2 separate regions of the Mus musculus genome follow, and region 2 is linked to region 1. Evidence: chromatin contacts called from public Hi-C data. All regions are on one chromosome and are shown on one strand. Each heading gives the region's core, a stretch centred on a gene start, on an enhancer-like site or on the middle of the called end of the contact. The rest is flanking DNA. Distances are from core to core; before and after follow the strand shown. Region 1 overlaps Gldc (glycine decarboxylase). Region 2 has its middle 27 kb from the start of Gldc.

Region 1 (6,395 bases), core at 2,499-4,998:
ATTACATCTTAAATTCACATAAATGAAAAATACACATTACAACATTTCTAAGAACAGTTCTTTTTTTCTTCTCTTTGAAGAGCAGTAGCAGGCAGTCAGCTGTGCCCTACTTTCAGGCTTTGTTGCTATGACCCCGCCCCCAAAAAGAAAAATAAGTAAAATTAGCATTGAAAGAAAAAAAAATTTTCAGCCGGGCGTGGTGGCGCACGGCTTTAATCCCAGCATTCAAGAGGCAGCGGCAGGCGGATTTCTGAGTTTGAGGCCAGCCTGGTCTACAGAGTGAGTTCCAGGACAGCAAGGGCTAGACAGAGAAACCCTGTCTCAAAAAAACCAACCAACCAACCAAACAAACAAAAGCAAAAAACAAAAAAAGAAAAAAAATTCAAGTGTGGAGGAGACTAACAGATTTCCTTTCTGGAATTTTCCATTCGTTTTTAATCTGCAGCCATGCTGAAATGGTGAGCTCACCATTGAACAAACTGATCTGGGGGATCTGTTAGTGTCTTGACTTTTACCTCATCCACTCAATGGCTGCTGGCTCCTTTTCTCTTTGCTGCAGATGATGGGTGGAAAGGGCCTCAAAGAAGCCACAGAAATCGCCATTCTAAATGCCAACTACATGGCCAAACGACTAGAGAAACACTACAGAGTCCTCTTTAGAGGTGCAAGAGGCAAGTATCTCTCTCTCTCTCTCTCTCTCTCTCTCTCTCGTGTGTGTGTGTGTGTGTGTGGTTCCTATGTAACTATGCTAGATATAGATGTGATTTTGAAAGGTGAGAGGGATGCTTTAATTTCTTAGAATATACAAAAGTGTAGAATTTTTGAAAATACAGCCAACTTACTCACTACTATGTACAAAACTATCCTCCCCTAGTCTACACAGCCTAGTTCAGCAAGGGGCCTACACCACCCAGAGAGATGTTCACATAAACATCATGAGCCAATCATGCACAGGGTGTCGTAGAGATGCCTGAAACCGTGGAGCCACTTAGAGCAGGCAGAGTCAGGGTGGAGTAGTTTGACAAAGGAGGCAGTTATGACGATGCAAGTATCATGCAGTTATATGAGCGAACATACACGGGAGCCAGCCAGGTAAGGAGGAGTTACCCGAAGGGGGTGCTTGAGGTGGGGTAGGAAGAGAGAGGGCCAGAGAGAGAGGTTAAAAAGACAGCTTGGTACCTGGAAGGTCTTGGAAGAATCTAGACTTAACTCCTGAGCCAGTTATAGCCATTAAAGGTTTCCTAGCTTGAGGAATGACATGATCAGATTCATTAAAAGGCCGTGAGATGGACAGGTTCTTGGAAGTATAATTAGCTGGACATAGTTGCTCCTTAGTGCAGTGCTAGGTAAACATTTAGTCTTACATTGGAGGTGCTAAAGGGTAGGAGAAAAAAGTAAACCCAGAAGTGATAGGATGTGATGAGAGTAAGAAAGAGGGAGGGGCTAGAAAGATGGCTTAGCAGTTAGTTATTGTTGTTACAGAGGACCTGAGCCAGGTTCCCAGCACCCATTAGGCAGCTTCCAGGTGAGCCAATGTCCTCCTCTTCTGTCCTCTGAGGGCACCTGCATATAGAGGTGGGAGCATGCGCGCACGCGCGCGCGCGCACACACACACACACACACACACACACACACACACACACACACACACAGAGGAACTAGGTAGATACCTGGTGCTCCAGTCACGGAAGGAGAAACAAGGCCTAGAACATTGAGGAGTGAGAGCGAAGCCCCTCAGCAGATAATGGCACTAAGAAGGGTGGCCAGCGGCTCCTGCTCTTGGTTCCTCCGCCCAGGCAGGCCCCGCGTCTACATTACTTATCGTCTCTAACTTAAAGGCTGCTCTGATCTTATAAAAAGGGGTACAGAGGAATACTTTGTGAGTTTGTAAATAAAAGGAAGTAAATAACCAGGAGCCCTGGGAGGGTGGTCTCCAGAGAGCAGAGAAGGTTCTGAGGGAAACGTCTCCAAGCAACAAGCAGCGCAGCAGAGTGCTTCTGCAGTTGCTAATGAGTTCAGACAGCGCTCCCGTGCTGTGAAATCCAGCCTGGTGTGTATTTGCTTTAAGGAGGGGATTGAATATTTATGCTGTCTGGTTATATAAATGATGCATATTGTTCAATTCAGAAGTCTGGAGGAAAAAAAAAAAAGCCATGAGAGGGAAAATCTAAGTGATACTTGCATCGTCAGCCAGATAAAGCTAACACTGAATGTTTCACTGTATTCCCGCTCTTATTTCTCTTGGACAATAAGCTAACATCACAGATGCAGTTTGGAGGATTTATTTATTTATTTATCTATTTATTTTTGCATCTGTGTGGGAGAGTATGCTCATCCTTCTTAGTGCATGTGGAAGCCAGAGGTTGACATAGAAACACCTTCTTTAATAGCTCTTTAATGGTTCTTTCATTATTTTTTTAAGACAAGGTCTCTCAAGGAACCTGAAGCTCACCATTTCAGCTATGAGCTAGGCTGGCTGACCAGCAAGCCTCTGTCCTCCTACTTACACATGCAGTGTACCAGAGCACAGCACAGCACAGCACAGCACAGCACAGCCCAATGTCTTTTTATGTGGTTGCTTCATTGCTCTCTCTTTCTCAATCTCTCTCTCTATTTTCTTTCTATTTTTCTCTCTCTCTCTCTCTCACACACACAGACACACACACACACACACACAAACCCACCACTACTACCACCACCAATGTCTTTATGTGGTTGCTCAGTCTCTGTCCCTGCCTCTCCCCCGACTCTCTCTTTCTCACACACACATGTGCTGTCATCTTTTATGTCTTATGTGGCTGTGCAGTATTACATTTTCCCCACAGCTCCACAATGCCTACCTATCCTATTTCCGTGAGTTTTTCCCTATGTGACTGAATAGTGTGGATGCCCTGTGAGTCTATAGTTAAATTTTCAGCTATTTGCATTGTATTGTTGCTAATAAGAACAACCCCTCCAATAGTGTGTTTCTGTTTTTGTTTTTTGAGAAAAACTATTTCTTTAGATAACTTATAAAAAGGGATATGGAGGCTTTGAGCTTTTTATACATGTTTCTTTAATTTTCTCAAGACACCGTGTCAGTTATTTTATGCTACTAGTATTGAGAGTGCCCATCACACCAAGAGTATAGTGAGAAGAATAGACGAAAAAAAAAACAACAAAGGTTTAAAAAAAATTATCAATTTCATGACTGGAAGAGACTTTGTTTTAATTTCTAATACTTAAGGTTTTCTTTCATTTCTTTAGTTAATTATTGGTGGCAGTACTTGTTTTTGAACCTAGGGCTTCACTCCTGCTAGGCATATATCCTAAGGATGAGCTGTCCCAGCCCTAAATGTCTTACATTACGTTTTATTTTAGGCAGCATTGCTAAGATGGAATTAGCATACCTCCTCATATAATTTGCTCGTTTAAGCTGCACAATTCAGCAATTTTTAATGTGTTCACTGATTGCAAAGTTTAGGTTTTGAAAGCAGGAATTAATGTGACTTAAATTGAATGGGGCTGGTTGGCACCCACGAGAGAAGGTCAGATGTCACCACGCACTTAGCATTTATGTAGTGGCTTGGGGCAGGGAGCCCTACTCCATCCCTTGGGACTTCAGAGTACAGAAAGATGGATGGAATTTCCATTTGTTTTTGACATTTTACCCCCAAATTAAATTGCAAGTAGCAGTTCTCATCCCGAACTGAAATGGATTGCTGCTTGCAGACTTGATTACTCAATCCTCAAGTCAGTCAAACCAAACATTGACTCATGTTGGTCTGCTAAACACATATGTTGCACAATTTCAGATCTCCTATTCTGGGGCCCGGAACCCCAGCACTGTTGTGCTTTGGGGACTCAAACTAGGAATGTTTTCAATAATCACGGTGAATCCTAACGTGTCCTATGGCACTATTAGAAGACCAGTGCTCGTCTTAATCATATTTACCAGCAGTAAATCAGATGTTGGAATTGTAGATGCCTGTGAGGCAATCGTTTTAATGAGCTCCAGGCTTGCCAGCGTGAGCTGAGATCTGAATATTAACTAAACTGTCCAGGCTGGTGGGCTTTTAAAGCAAACAAGGGTAAAAGAGATAGGTGGAGAAGCCGGAGAAATATTTTATTCTGCTACAATGAAGAGAAAAGGAATTACTTTACGTAAAACGACTGTTTTGTTGGTGGTATTGGTCAGTCAGTCTCTTTTGTTAGATGCTTTCGTGGGATTTTGTTTTTGTTTTGCTTTGTTTTGTTTTGCTTTGTTTTGTTTTGTTTTGTTTTGCTTTGCTTTGTTTTATGATAGAGCATCTCACTGTGTAGCTCAAGCAGACTGGAATTTGTGATTGACCTGTCTTAACATTGCACAGTGCTGGGATTACAGACATGGCCTCTTGCCACACCCAGAAAAGATGGTAGATTTGTAAGAGAAGGGATTTTTTTTTTAACCTTTCAGGGCCCTTATCTTTTGGGTTAGGTTCACCACGTGCTCCAAAGGGCTTTCCTGTGTTTGGTCTTTGGCAGCATAATTTGACTAATGTTTCTATCTGCCTCTCATCTTGGACAAGCCCAATGTTGCATTGGATTCCAGTCCCTGAAGAACTTTTCAGGTGGCTCTTCCTTTGACAGTGGGCAGTGGCCGCACAGTCTGGCTGGCACGTGCTGTGCCAGGAAAATGCTGGGAGTGACCACACAACCAGAAGACCTTTTGATTGCCCGCCCAGGCTTAATTCACACGAGCTGCTTACCTCTAACCTTCTGAGGCAGTCACTGTGAGAATGTTGCAGCAGTGGCTCCAATCTGTGTTCTCCGGGGGAGGCGTAGAGAATCCTAGCTTCTATACCACAACCCCATGACCCCAGGCATCTCTTAATAAGGAAAGCATTGAATTGGAGCTTGCTTACAGTTTTGGAGGTTTAGTCCATTATTGTCATGGTGGGAAATATAGCAGTGTGCAGGCAGACATAGTGCTGGAGAAGGAGCTGAGCGTTCTACATCCTAATCTGCAGGCACCAGGAAGAGAGAGACATTGGGCCTGGCTTGAACAATTGAAACCTCAAAGCCCACCCCCAGTGACACACTTCCTCCAACAAGACCACACCAACTCCATCAAGGATACAAGTCCTAATAATGCCACTCCCTAAGAGCCTAGTGGGACCATTTCCTTTCAAATGAAGACAATCACACATGGGCCAGGCCACTTCACTTTGTAATTCTATTGCTCCACCTCCTCACCTTTTTAATATAATATTTTTGTTAACTCTTAAGAATTTCAGTCATGCAAATACAATGTGTTTGGATCTTATTCACTCCCAACTTTTCTCCTCCCACAAATCTACCCTGATCTTCTTACCTCCTCCCAACTTTGGGGCCTTTTTTATCCTACCCCTCTTTACTGGATGAGTCCAGTTTATCCAGGTTTTTGATACAGTGCCATAGGACGTTATGTGGTCCCCCACCAGGGCCACGTCCTTAGAACGGACTCTCTCTCCCCAGAAGCTGTGGACTGTCAATAGCCAGGAGTGTTGGGTCCCTTTGACCTTCTTTCTGCAGGTCTGTGCAGGCATCCATAGCTGCTGGGAGCTCATTGTGGCACTGTTGTGTTTAGAAGACACTGTTGGTCCACAGTCCTCCAATGCACACACTCATCCAAAGAGCACCCCCTCCTGTTCTTTCCGACTCCTCTGACTTGGTGGTGTTCACACTCTTAGCTGCAGTCTTGGGTAGGGCTAGAGGAAACAGCTGCTGTTTTAGATTGCCCCAATCTTATCATATACGCAGCAGGTTTATACATCTCTCTCCTAAAAGCTGTAAAGAGAGAAAAACATCTTGGGCCCTGGCCTCTCCTAGACACCAAATTTAAATATTATCCCTTAGAGAGAGGGGTACTCTTTGGATGAGCGTGTGCATTTGAAAATAACATCTGAACCTCATTTTTTTTTTTTTTTGGAATGGACCTCTTCCCAAACCACTCATCTGTGGTGGTGCCTATGCAATGGAATCTTGGGTTTAGCAGTTGGTTCAGTTGCCACTAAACCCCTGCTTGCAAGACTCTCCTCTAGGCCTGCCAACAAATGACTTCTCTCCTGGTGACGTACATTTCCGGCCTCAGGCTAGCCAGATGCCCTGCAGGACAGTAAATATCACTAGCCATCTTCCTGCTGGGGTTGTAGTGCCCAGGGTAGCTGGAAACTCAGAGGAGGAAGGGCAGAGGCTGACGATAGACTCTAAGAATCCTAAAAGTAGAAGTTGATAAGGTCTCAAGGATTTTTGTGATTTTTTTTTTCCTCCTCTAACCTTATAATGGTTATTCCATTGGACACATGTTTTTCTGAGATCACTCACCTAGACATAGACCTTTCTAGAGTCTCATTTGTAACCAGTTTCTCTCTCATCATTGTTAGAGAGCATATGCT
Region 2 (6,395 bases), core at 1,568-4,067, 95 kb before region 1:
TTTCTTTTGTATTTATTGATATTGTTGTATATATTCGAGTCCTTTGCCTGAATGTGTGTATGTGATACACAATACCAGCAGTGCCTGCAGTAGCCAGCAGTGGGTGTTGGACCTCTTGGAACTAGAGTTGTAAATGGTTGTTAGCAAGCATGTGGGTGCTGGGAACCAAACCCAGGCCCTGTGCAAGAGCAACAAGTGCTCTAACTGCTGAGCCATCCAGCCCCTCAACAACTATTTCTTAAGTACACCGAGAGCGAGGCATTAAGTGTGAGCCACTCTCTCAAAACCCAAAACCAGCTCGAGACAGAGGGTGGCTGATCTGTGCGTGCTTTAAAAGCTTTTGTTGTAAAACCATCTGCTGAGGCCCTGAGTTTGGTTCATAGAACCACCATGGTGGAAGGAGAGTACCAGCTTCCACATGCACACACACACACACACACACACACACACACACACACACACATATGTGGATCTCTGTGAGTTCCAGACCAGCCTGATCTACATAGTGAGTTCCAAGGCAGCCAGAGCAACATAGTGAGACCCTGTCTCAAAAGAAAAGAGGAGAGGAGGGGAGGGGTTGAGGGGAGGGGAGGAGAGGGGAGAAGAGGGTAGGGGAGGAGACACATATACACATATACATACATACATATATACATACATTCATACATGCATATGTGGGGGGTGGGCAATGTGGTATAAGTTCCTCAACTTAATTCCAGCTGTTTTTGTTTTGTTTTTTTGTTTGTTTGTTTGTTTGTTTGTTTGTTTGAGACAGGGTTTCTCTGTACATCCCTGGCTGTCCTGGAACTCACTTTGTAGACCAGGCTGGCCTCGAACTCAGAAATCCGCCTGCCTCTGCCTCCCGAGAGCTGGGATTAAAGGCGTGTGCCACCACTGCCTGGCTAATTCCAGCTGTTTTGAAAGTGAAGGGCAGGAAAGCAGGAAGATCCTGAGTTCCACACCAACCTGGGAAATGTAGTGAGACCTCCTCTTTTCTCCCCCAAGATTAACCAGATGTATTTTCCAGAAAGCCAATATTATGTGTGCATTAGAGGATAGTAGAGTTGTGATAGGCCAGATGAAAAAGCATCTAGGCACAGTTTAACAAAACACACGAAGTCCTGAGAGTGTGGGGCTAGAAAGCAAGTATCAAGTCTGGTGGAAATACATATAAATAGAGCCTGTCCCATTTTTAGACAGTGTGTTGCTATGTAGCCAGAGCTGACTGTGGCTCTTGTTAACTCATGATTCTCCTGTCTTAGTGCCATACCCTCCCAAATGCTGGGTTACAGTTAGAGACCACCATGCCAGGCTAGCAGTCATTTTTAAATATTTGTGTATTTTGAGATTCTCTTTCCTCCCTCCATCCCCTCCTACATAACCCCTGACACTGGTATTTTTCAAATCTATGGCCCCTTTTTCTTTCTTTGTTGTCCCATATATACATACGTACATAAACATACAAGATACATTTCTAAATATATAAATACAACCTGCTCAGTCCATATAATGCTACTTGTATCTATGGTGTGGGCTGACCGTTAGTATTGGATAACCAGCTGGTGTGTTCTTCCTTGGGGAAGACTATTTCTCCCATTCTAAGCATTGCTCAGCTGCCTGTAGTTCTTTGTCTAAGGTTGAGGTATCATGGGCTTTCCCCCTCCCACATTACCAGGTCTGTTGGCGCCCTCTTTGTTCAGGTCATGTTTAGGTAGCCCTGGTGGCGAAATCTCATCTCTGGCATTTCTAGAAGACACAATCTCCTAGCAAACTCCCTGTTTCTCTGGCTCTTATACTCTTTCCACCTCCTCTTCCACAATGATTCCTGATCCCTAGGGGCAGGAACTATGTTGTAGATGCCTCACTATGGACCGGGCCCCACAATGGCATTTAGGTTGATTAGAGCTCTCTATAATGTTCTCCATCTGTTGCAGAGAGGAGTTTCTTTTCTTTTTCTTTTTTTTTTCTTTTCATTTTGGTTTTGGTTTTTCGAGACAGGGTTTCTCTGTGCAGCCCTAGCTATCCTGGAACTCACTCTGTAGACCTTTCTGGCCTCGAACTCAGAAATCTGCCTGCCTCTGCCTTCCGAGCGCTGTGATTAAAGGCGTGTGCCACCACGCTCGGCTTTTTTGTTGTTGTTTTCTTTGTTGTTGTTGTTTGTTTTGTTTTGTTTTTGTTTTTGTTTTTGTTTTTGTTTTTTTCGAGACAGGGTTTCTCTGTGTAGACCTGGCTGTCCTGGAACTCACTCTGTAGACCAGGCTGGCCTCGAACTCAGAAATCCACCTGCCTCTGCCTCCCAAGTGCTGGGATTAAAGGCCTGTGCCACCACGCCTGGCAGGAGTTTTCTCAATGAGGGCTGAGCACTACACTCGCCTGTAAGTGCAAGAGTAAATAGTTAGAATATAGTTAAGGGTTTTGCTGGTTTGGTTAAGTGCATTTTCTTGCACATACAAACTGCTTAATGTGTGGAGTTTAGAGTCGGGTCTGATGAAACTGAGCAGAAGGGCCGTGACAGTTCCCCAGCCTGTCGAGCTGCCTTTGAAGATGCAGCAAGTGTTCTGATGGACGGCGACACTGTGCAGGCCACTCAACAGTCGCTGCAACCTTTCACATACAGTTCAGTCACTACCTGGGCACAACCCTAAGAGGTGGAAGTCTTTTATGGCACAGAGTCTCTGCTCTGTCTGGAAGGGTTGTGTTCCGCCTGTGACCGATGTTTTGCCCTTCCTGAGCTTTGCTGACCCTCAGTGTACTCTCCCACAGGGCTGATGGACTTGGAAGAGACGGAGAGGTGTGAATGATTAATAGGAAAGGATTCATGACGCCACGGCCAGTGAGACATTGCTGGAGCAGGGCTGTACAGATAGTGAAGGGAGCCTGTCTGCACTGAAGTGCGAGTTTTCATTTTAAAGAAAGAACATCATAAGCCAGCACTCAAGAGTTTCTGCAAAGGGGAGAGTGGAGGAAAAGAATTCTTTTCTCCTTGTTTTTGTTTTTATTTTTGTTTCTGTTTTAAGACAAAGTCATAGGCTGGCCTCTAGCTTCTACCTCCCAACTGCTGGTATTATAAGTGTATGCCACCACTTATGGTGTTTTGTTGTGGATGTTGTTTGAGTCCGGCTTTTGCTACGTATTCCTAGCTGGCTTCAAACCCAAGGCAGTCCTCCTGTCTAAGCCTCTTTCATACTGGGATTGCATGTGTGTGCTATCTTACCTAGCTTGGAAACTGTTCCTAGAAACTGAGTCCACTTCCTGCTACTTCATCAAGAGAGAGGTTTGGGAGAGTTAGGAAAGCTTTGGGGAGGCAGGGGATAGTCAGAACTGGGGAGATAGAGCTCCACGTGCTAGCCAATTTCCCTGCCGCTAACCTGCTTCCTGGGTCGCTTCTGTTTTTGGCCTAGAAAAGAAATCCTTCACATGTACCATATTTTCTTTATCCATTCTTCAGTTGATGGGCATCTGGGTTGTTCCTAGCTTCTGGCTAGTGTGAATAATGCTGCTATGAACATAATTGATCAAGTGTCCCTGTGCTATGGTGGAGAATCTTTTGAGTATATGCCCAGGAGTGGTATAGCTGGATCTTAGGGTAGAAATATTCTCAATATTCTGAGAGACCACCAAATTGACTTCCAGAGGGTTGTACAAGTTTGCACTCCCATCAGCGGTGGAGGAGTGTTCCTCTTGCTCCATATCCTGGACAGCCTGTGACCTTAGTCATTCTGACAGGTATAAGATAGAATTTAAGAGTCATTTTGATTTGCATTTCCCTGATGACTACAGATGTTGGAGATTTCTTTAAGTGCTTCTCAGCCATTAGAGATTCCTCTGTTGAGAATTCTGTTTAGCTCTGTATCCATTTTTTAAAGTGGGTTATTGGTTTGTTGCTGTCTAATTTCTTGAGTTCTTTACATATTTTGGATATTAGTCCTCCATCAGCTGTATATGGTTGGTGAAGATCTTTTTGTTGCTTGTAATTTTAAAAACATTCTTGCTGCTTTGGCTGGAGCCATACTCTTGGCTTAGCTCCGAGATCATGCTCCCACCAGCCCTAGTTCCCCACCCCCAATCCCTCTGCCAATGACCAGTTGGCCTTTCTTTCCCAGGAACTGCAATTGCTCCCCTAGTCCCTCATGGCTAGCTCCACCAGATACCAACAACCACCCCAGCTGCCCACTTTCTCCTCCTGCTCACCTTAGTGTCATGGATGAAAAACACTAGGCAGTTTTATTATTTTAAAACTAGCCAGACAACTCAATGGCTGGGTAAAGAATTTCCTGCCCTAATCTTATCAGCTAGCTCCCTCCATCCTCCTTGCCCCCTCCCCCTCTAGGAGGAAGCTACAAACTCTAGAAGCTCAAATACCTACATGTCTGTTGCTTCCTTCTTGCTCCAAAGCCTGGTCTGAAAACTTTTTTCTGCATCCTTTCTCCTCTTCTTGTGATCTGGGAGTCCCACCTTTTACCCTTCACCCAGCAATTAGCTTCTGCCTCCTTTATTGACACAATCAAGATCCAATTAGGGAATTGACACCTCCCTCTACATCTTTTCACATTCTCTAGGCTGCCATTTTGTCCTATTGATGGTGTTCTTTGCCTTACAGAAGATATTCAGTTTAGTGAGGTCCCATTTATTAATTGTTTATCTTAGTGCCTGAGCCATTGGTATTCTGTTCAGGAAGTTGTCTCCTGTGCCAATGTGTTCAAGGCTATTCCCCACTTTTTCTTCTATTAGGTTTAGTGTATCCAGTTTTATGTTGAGGTTTTTTGATCCATTTGGACTTGAGTTTTGTGCAAGGTGATAAATATGGATCGATTTGCATTCTTCTACATGCAAACATCCAGTTAGACCAGCACCATTTGTTGAAGATGCTTTCTTTTTTTCCTTTGTATTGTTTTGGCTTCTTTGTCAAAAATAAAGTATCTGTAGGTATGTGGATTTTAAAAATGTGGTAGATTTATACAATGTAATATTACTCAGATATTAAAAACAAAGACATCGTGACATTTGCAGGCAAATTGATGGATCTAGAAAATGTCATCCTGAGTGAGATAACCTAAACCCAGAAAGGCATGCATGCTATGTACTCACTTATAAGTAGACATTAGCCATAAATTACAGGCTAAATATGCTATAATACATAGATTCAAAGAAGCTAAGTAACAAGGAGGGCCTAAGGGGTGATGTTTGAATCTCACTCAGAAGGGGAAATAAAATAGGCATTGGAGGTGGATGGAGGGAGGGAACTGAGTAGGAGATTGGGTAAGGAGAAGAACAGGGATGGGGATCAGGTGTGGGGAGAAGAGGTGGGGAAAGGCTGAGAGAGAGAATGGACTCAGTGGGGAGGGCATCTCTGGGACTAGCCAGAAATCTGAGGTGGAGAGGCTCCTGGGAGTCTATGGGGGTAACTCTCGATGAGACTCCTAACAGCTGGAGATATGGAGACTGAAGTGTCCTCCTCCTGTAGCCAGGTGGAACTTCCAGTGGAGGGAGGGGGACACCAACCCACCCATAAAGGCTTCCACCCAAAATTTGTCCTGCCTACAAGATGTACAGGGGATAAAGATGGAGCAAAGATTGAGGGAATGGCTAACCAATGACTGGCTCAACTTGAGATCCATCTCGTGTGAGAGAGCCAACGCCTGACACTATTAATGACACTCTGCTATGCTTGCTGACAGGAGCCTAGCATAACTGTCTTCTGAGAGGCTTCATCTAGCAGTAGATGGAAACAGATGCAGAGACCACTGCCAAACATCAGGTAGAACTTGGGAGTCTTGTGAGAGAGTCAGGGGAAGGACTGAAGGAGACAGAGGGGTCAAGGACACCACAGAAGACCTACAGAAACAACTAACCTGGGCCCATAGAGACTCACAGAGACTAAACCGCCAACCAAAAAAAACATGCATAGGCTGGACCTAGGCCCACTACAAATTTGTTACATATGTGCAGTTTGGTCTTCGTGTGGATCCCCTAACAATTGGAGCAGGGGCTGGCTACCTCTGATTCTCTTGACTGCCTTTGGATCCCCTTTTCCTAGCTAGACTGCCTTGTCTGGCCTCAATGGGAGAAGATGCACTATTACAATGGGAGTAGTAATCCTACTGCTACTTTATGTGCCAGGGAAAGTTGACACCAGTGGGGAACATCCCCTTCTTTGAGAAAAAGGTGATGGGGGAGTGAGGGTGGGGTTTGTGAGGGTGAGACTGGGAGAAGGGGAGGGAGGGGTTACAATCAGGGTATAAAGCAAATTAATTAATTAATTAATTAATTAATGAAAAAATAAATAATACAAAGTATAATGTAAATCTTAGAAGTTAAATATGTGAGCATGTCCTTTGTACCTCCAGACACAGTTAAAAGAGAGAAAGAAAAAAAGAAAGGAAGAAAGAGAGAAA

Evidence for each region. Hi-C and Micro-C count contacts between places; a contact is called where the count stands out from the background.
Region 2: a contact with region 1 is called in a Hi-C map of liver, with 2.9 times the contacts expected there. The contact joins two enhancer-like sites. A contact is called at or near these places in 1 of 15 datasets of contacts at CTCF or cohesin (embryonic stem cells), 10 of 484 Hi-C or Micro-C datasets (cerebral cortex, embryonic stem cells, liver and 5 more), 3 of 115 datasets of contacts at active chromatin or transcription factors (embryonic stem cells, extraembryonic endoderm stem cells and trophoblast stem cells) and 2 of 9 other capture datasets (embryonic stem cells and pancreatic islet).

What each region holds. Positions count from the first base shown.
Region 1 is chr19:30,104,949-30,111,343 of GRCm38.p6, reverse strand. Gldc (glycine decarboxylase) reads left to right here. Exons shown (of 25, transcript NM_138595.2): 21 at 560-671. Among named protein-coding and RNA genes, the nearest start is that of Gldc, 67 kb to the left of the region's middle. Within about 2 kb of position 3,748, at least 51 of the 459 cell types and tissues checked have an H3K27ac peak or open chromatin away from gene starts, as enhancers often do. A contact at or near this core is called in liver, where this site is marked.
Region 2 is chr19:30,198,768-30,205,162 of GRCm38.p6, reverse strand. No RefSeq gene overlaps it. Among named protein-coding and RNA genes, the nearest start is that of Gldc, 27 kb to the right of the region's middle. Within about 2 kb of position 2,817, at least 11 of the 459 cell types and tissues checked have an H3K27ac peak or open chromatin away from gene starts, as enhancers often do. A contact at or near this core is called in liver, where this site is marked.